2 separate regions of the Zea mays genome follow, and region 1 is linked to region 2. A link is a contact called in public Hi-C data. All regions are on one chromosome and are shown on one strand. Each heading gives the region's core, a stretch centred on a gene start, on an enhancer-like site or on the middle of the called end of the contact. The rest is flanking DNA. Distances are from core to core; before and after follow the strand shown. Region 1 holds the start of LOC100273093 (putative trehalose-phosphate phosphatase J). Region 2 holds the start of LOC100276627 (non-specific lipid transfer protein-like 1).

Region 1 (3,142 bases), core at 212-2,711, 330 kb before region 2:
GCGCCCGGGATGGCGCGCTCCACCTTGGCCACCAGCGCCGCGTACACCTCCTGCATCACCGGCAGGAACTCGCTCGCCGGCTGGCAGAGCACCGCCTCCGCCTCCGCCTCCGCCTGGTGCATTGCAGGGACGGACGGTCAGCTTACGAGAATGGGAGGAAGGGGGAAAAACAAAGAGACGGTGATGGTGATGTAAGTTCGGAAAGGTCGTACGACGGTATACCTTGCCGTTGCCGTGGTGGTGGTTGGCGTCGGCGGTGGGCCCCCGGATGTCCATCCCGTGGCTCCCGGCGTAGTAGAGCTCCGCTAGCCGCACGAAGCTGAACACCTGCGCGAGAGCCGAGAGCACGTCGGTCAGCGTCGCCGTCGTGGCCGTCACTTTCGCGCCGAGTTGGTGAGTGCCAAAAGAAAAAGAAAAAAAAAGAGGAGGGGAGAAAACGGGGGCCACGCGCCCCAGGCCAGCTCCCGTCCCGCCACGCCAAGTGGAGGAGGAGCTTCTAGCTGGGTCGCCTCGCCTCACCTGTCCCGTGCGGATCCTGATGAGCGAGCGAGCTACCCGGTGGGCGGTGGCCGCTGGATTTTACTAGGCCTCTTGTGTGGCGGTGAGAGGATGAGGGGAGAGGAAGGCGAGCGAATGGGGGGAGTGCGTGTACCTTGTCCCGGCACCGCCCGCTGACGATCGCTGTCGGGAAGCGCGCCGCCACGCCGCGCACCGCGTCCCTCATCTGCGTGTTCACAACATCGTCGGCGTCAGAGCAAGGGAATCCTCATCTCTTTGGCGTGGTCGTCGGGACCTGGAAGCAGAGCGTGCTCTGCTTTCTCGTCCCATCTTATAATAACTGCGGTATTTGGTTAGAGGCGGAAGAGAGAAGAAGAGCCCGGACACCTCGTCCGTCATGACGGCGCGGTCGGGGTCCTCCACGATCGGGGACAGCGTGCCGTCGTAGTCCAGGAACACCGCGACCTGCTTCCCCTTGGCCGCCGCCGCCAGCGCGTCGAAGCGGTCCAATGCCGACGGGTGCCGCTCCTGCACCAAAAACGGGTCGATTTCTTAGTTCCGCGTGCGTTTGTTTCGTTTCGGCGCCGCCCATGGGCTGGCCCGCGTGCACGTACCATCCAGTCGTCGTGCTCCGCGTCGGCGGCGCCGGGCACGGGCGCCATGAGCCTGTGCCTGGGCGACGAGGCCTTCATGGAGTCGAGCCAGGACCCCACGACGGCGGGGCCGAGGTCCACCTGCGCCGCCAGCTTCCTGCACGACTCGCCGCCCGCCGCCGTCCTCGGCGGCGGGAACGAGAAATGCCGCGCCGCCGCGACGTCCTCCGGGCCGATCACCACGCCGTGCTTCGTCATGCTTGCTATAATAACTGAACGGTGGTGGTGGTCGCCGCTGGCTAGACAGGCGGGGGAGAAGAGAGATAGATGGGCGCTGAGTCGAGCAAGCTGTTGTTGCCCGAAGCTTTGCCTGCGGTGGTGGGGAGTCTGGGGGCCTGGTGGAGGGTATTTATAGGTAGGGGAAGACCGGAAGAGGGCATGGATGACCGGCCTTTTTTGGTGCCTGCTGCTTGTGCCCTGCCCCCTTCCTTCAAAAAAAAACTGTGAAAATTTTCTTGCACCTTGGGCTGTTGAGAAGCATGTACCCAGCAAGTGGTATTGCGTGCGTGGGACGTTTCCGTCGTCTTTTCTCTGTTTATTAGTAGTACATGTGTTGCCATATTGTATTTGAGGAGAGGGGCTGCGTTTACAGTGAGAGAAAATTTTCTGAATATTTCGTTTTCCCTATAAAATGGAACTGTTGGAAATCCTATGTTCAAGAAAGGCTCTAAACTCCATATGTAATATATATACATTTATAGTACATTTACTTAATGTTTAGAATCAGACAGTTTTGATGATACTCTAGTAAATTTGATTCTAGACAAAACTAAGGGTCTGTTTGGTTCGCTGTCTAACTAGCCACATTTTGCCTAACTTTTCTGTCTAAGGTTAGTTTTTGAATTCGAACGACTAATCTTAGGCAAAGTATGATGCAGTTAGCCACGAACCAAACATGCTCTAAAATAACCTGTGATCTGAAACCGGAAGAGTCTGGCATGTTAGGATCGTCCACGTCCTTTGGTTTTTCTGATGCACTTAGCTCTCTTTTTTTTTAACGATGAAGCAGCTAGCTTCCTTAATGAAGAGGAAAACACGAGTGGTCAGCCGTTGTTAGAGTCAGCGTTTGCAGCCGAGGCAGGCAGGCAGGCAGAGGTTGGATCCAAAGTCTATGCAGCCATATTATTATATTATACACACTATAAACTATACAAAATTACAAAAACCTTGCGTTAACCAACGCACGCAACAACCGCTTTAACTAACGCGACATGGCAATTTCTCGCGAGACCAAACAAGAGGCCAGAGGGAAAGGTGGGGGCGCGCCACGCGGCGGGGCCCACGGGCGTGGACGGTCCGGTCCACGTCGGATCTGGTCACCGTTGCGCTGTCGCCCTCCACGCGTTCACCGCAGCGGCGCCAGCTCGGACGCGCCACCCCGGGGCCCAGCGCGCGGGCTTGCGTCCACGTGTTGCTCCGGGAGCAAGTGGGTGGCGGGACCGCGTCGACATGGACCGGGCCCACAACATCCGCATGCGCGGAGCAATTCCGCTCCTTTGTTTGCTCCTGTCTGTCTTGCTCAGCTCCTCTCGCTGTCGTGCTGTGCAAGTGAAGTGTGTTCTCTTTCCGTGACTCATCTCCAGCAGAGCCACTCTCGCCTCGCCTCGCATGTGAAAAATTGGAGGCTTCAAGCCACTATATGTATATTTCCACTTGAGCATAGACGAGGATACGAAAAAAAAACGTTGGCTCTTTTTTTCTTTAACGGCTAGTCTAGAAACCTCATTTTATTAAGGGATTTTTCATTTTCTATGGAAAAATAGAAAATACCTGAGAAAATTAGGTTTCCAAATTAGCCCTACGAGATAGTTTGACAACTCTATTTACCAAGAAATTCTCATTTCTCTAAGAGCTAGTTTATTAACTCTATTTACCAAGGATTCTCATTTTCTTAAGAGAAAATAAATTAATTTTTTTTGGAAAAATAGAAATCTCTCGAAAAATAGTGTTACTTGCCCTAAATCTATCTATTCTCTTTTCTCCTTATACAT
Region 2 (2,899 bases), core at 64-2,563:
TGACAGCTAAGAATTCTGTTTTTTCTTCCATTTTTTTTAAAAAAACAAAAACTTTATTCTTGGAAAACGGACAGCTAAAAAATTCAGATCTTGTTTTTTCCCAGTTGAAGTTATTGTACAGTTCTAGCATATATTTGTTCTGTTCATACTTGAAGATCTAAAGTTCTAAACAGGCGTAACACTGCAAAAATTCATAGAGCATAATCTAAGTACTAATATGTGCCGATTGTTCCTAAAAATCATAGAGTGTAATAAAGGCGCATGTCGTTACACAGAGATTAGACGGACGTAAAAGAAAAGACAGTGAAACTGATAGTGAGGCATAGAGTTACCTTCGGTTGGGGGAAGCGCGGAAACTGCAAGCAAAAGAGTGGAACTGTTAGATCATATCGAAATTGCTTAGAGTAGCAAAAGGGAAAACCAAACTAACTTATCAAAAAAAGGGACCTTTATCTACACTACATAAAATCCTTCTAAGAGAAATCAAAGGAGCGGTAAAATCCGAAGAAAAGAAACCCGTGATTTAGGCATGGGTTCTCGAGGTGTAAGGAAATTTTTTGGAGGAGATGGCACAGTACTAAGTTTTTTTTTTTTTTGGGGGGGGGGGGGGGGGGGGGGACACATGATGAGATATGACGGAATTTAAGAGGGAAACTGCTCGGGGAGAAGCAAGGATGAGGAAAGGCTCGGGTGGTGCTCACTGTTGCACTTGCTGAAGGCGGCGTTGGACGCGCCGCACGCGCCGGGGAGCGCCAGCACGCGCTTCATGTCGATGGGAAAGCCCAGGTTACTGGAGTTGGAGCCGGCGAGGGAGCAGAGGCAGCCCACGATGACGGGGCTGGCCACTGCGGTCTTGACCTCGCCGCAGCAGGCAGCGGACGGACGGCGCGCGCTGCTCCCCTTCTGGACGTAGTCGATGCAGTCGATCAGGCTGGCGGCCTGGGAGATACAGTCCACCGCCGGCGCCGGTGCAGGGGAGTTGGAGCCCGCCCCCGCGGCGGAGGCGGCGAGCGCCAGGAGGACGCACGCCACGGCGGCTGCGGCGGCGCGGGAGGCGAGGGCCATGATGGCTCGAGTGGGAGGAGCGGAGTGGAGTGGGGTGGGCGGGCGGTAGGGAATGGAAGTTGGTGGGACGCGGGGTGTGGAGAGGTCAGGGCACGCGTGCCTTTATGGAATCCAGATGCACAGATGGCAACGGTCCACGGCGGCGAGGTTGGCATGAACTGGAATCATGGGTGCTTTGTGCTTTCCCGTGTTAACTTGTTCTCGACTTCTATTATCTCTCCTCTCTCTCTATCTCTCTACATTCTACATATCTACGTCTATCTATAACTAATAAAAAATATTAAAAGAGCTTCACCTACGACGAAAACATCCTGTAACAACAATTTCTCACATCTTTTGCCTCCCCCTCTCGTTTTCTCTCTCCAACGGTTTACTTTACTTGTTTTGAAACTAAATCCACTACTCTAGTGCAAACAGACATACAAAACACAGTTTTAGGGGGTGTTTGGGAACAAAGTTTTTCTGCAGTTTTGGAAGAATACTGCAGTATTCTCAAATACTGCAGTATTATATACATAATGGTGTTTGGCAAGCTGGGTAAAATCTCTGTTTTCAAAACTGAAGTATTGTGTTGGGGGCTTGTTCTCAAATGCTATGAATTAAGAACAAGACAACATGAAATGTTAAATGTTAATATCCTTCGTCCAACGAAGCATTATTCCCTCGGGGATAATAAACTCTGGACGAAGGTGGGCAACAATATGATTACGAAGGTTAAGTCTTCGTAATCGGATTTTAATAAATTGTATGAAATAACATAAAGTATAGAGTATCAGAGGTAAATGAATCATATAATATCCATTCAATATATTTAAGTATTGGATACAATAATACCTCTGCCTTGGCAAAGGTTGATTCCCGAATGATGTGATTGCAGAAAACAGGAAAGTGTGAACAGTAAGGGAGTACTGTTCACTATTTATAGGCACGGGATACAGTCTGTGAGGAATTACAATTATGTCCCTCATAGGGGATTACAACAGCGACCCAAACATTTATGGACTGAAAGGTCATTCTACTTTTAAGTCGGTTTGCAATTCCGAAGCTTCATGAGGAGGAACCTTCGGTCATCTCATGCGAACAGCTTCAGTCGAAGCTGCTTCTCCCTACAAGACCTTCGGCGACGAAGCATGGTCCCAACAGTAGCCCCTTTCACGGCGCTAGATCGTTTTTCGTAACGAGCTTGAACCGTGAAAAAGTCTCTTAAGCTTCGGGAAGCCGAAGGTCCAAAAAACACCTTCCCTGAGCTCGTTGTCGAGAAACGATTCAGCTTCCAAGAGCGTAACGGTCCCACCTTGCAGAGTTACTGTTTGGTCTCTGCGGTCCACCGCGCAGCGAGTACAAGCGGCTGTCCGCTTGGTGTAAAAATCCTGGCGCTTCGCCTTCTTACCTGCAATACTATATAAACAGACGAGTAGGTGTGAAGTTACCACAGCATTCATTGCTACTTGCACTGTTTTGTTGCCAAAATTTTTAACCATAGCCGAAGCTTCACTCTCGGACTCGAACGAAGCTCCAGCTTGAAGCCTGCTTCGTCAGAAAAAGGAACTTCGGAAAAAACAATATTCAATTCCCACAAATTCAGAATTAAATGGTCAGAGTACGTTCTACCGCTAGGGTTGAACGTGAGGGAGGCGAAGCTGAAGGCTCGGAGACTGTTCCCATCTCCGAAGCAATGCAGCGATCCGGGCTGGTAACTTCGGAAGAAATCCCCACTGCTGAAGCAAAACAAGCAACTGCCGAAGCAGAAGAAGAGAACATTGAGGAAAACATTGAGGAAACCGATCCTGAAGATGATTATCGTATTGCGATGCCAAGTAAGCCCAGCCACTTG

The links. Hi-C and Micro-C count contacts between places; a contact is called where the count stands out from the background.
Region 1: a contact with region 2 is called in a Hi-C map of leaf, with 2.8 times the contacts expected there. The contact joins the promoter of LOC100273093 here to the promoter of LOC100276627 in region 2. A contact is called at or near these places in 4 of 25 Hi-C or Micro-C datasets (bundle sheath, ear, leaf and 1 more).

What each region holds. Positions count from the first base shown.
Region 1 is chr1:67,188,787-67,191,928 of Zm-B73-REFERENCE-NAM-5.0, reverse strand. LOC100273093 (putative trehalose-phosphate phosphatase J) reads right to left here and starts at 1,461. Exons shown (of 5, transcript NM_001147542.1): 1 at 1,113-1,461; 2 at 886-1,026; 3 at 653-724; 4 at 223-327; 5 at 1-113. The coding sequence starts at 1,349.
Region 2 is chr1:66,856,633-66,859,531 of Zm-B73-REFERENCE-NAM-5.0, reverse strand. It overlaps LOC100276627 (non-specific lipid transfer protein-like 1), which reads right to left and starts at 1,313. Exons shown (of 3, transcript XM_008658189.4): 1 at 702-1,313; 2 at 333-356. The coding sequence starts at 1,065.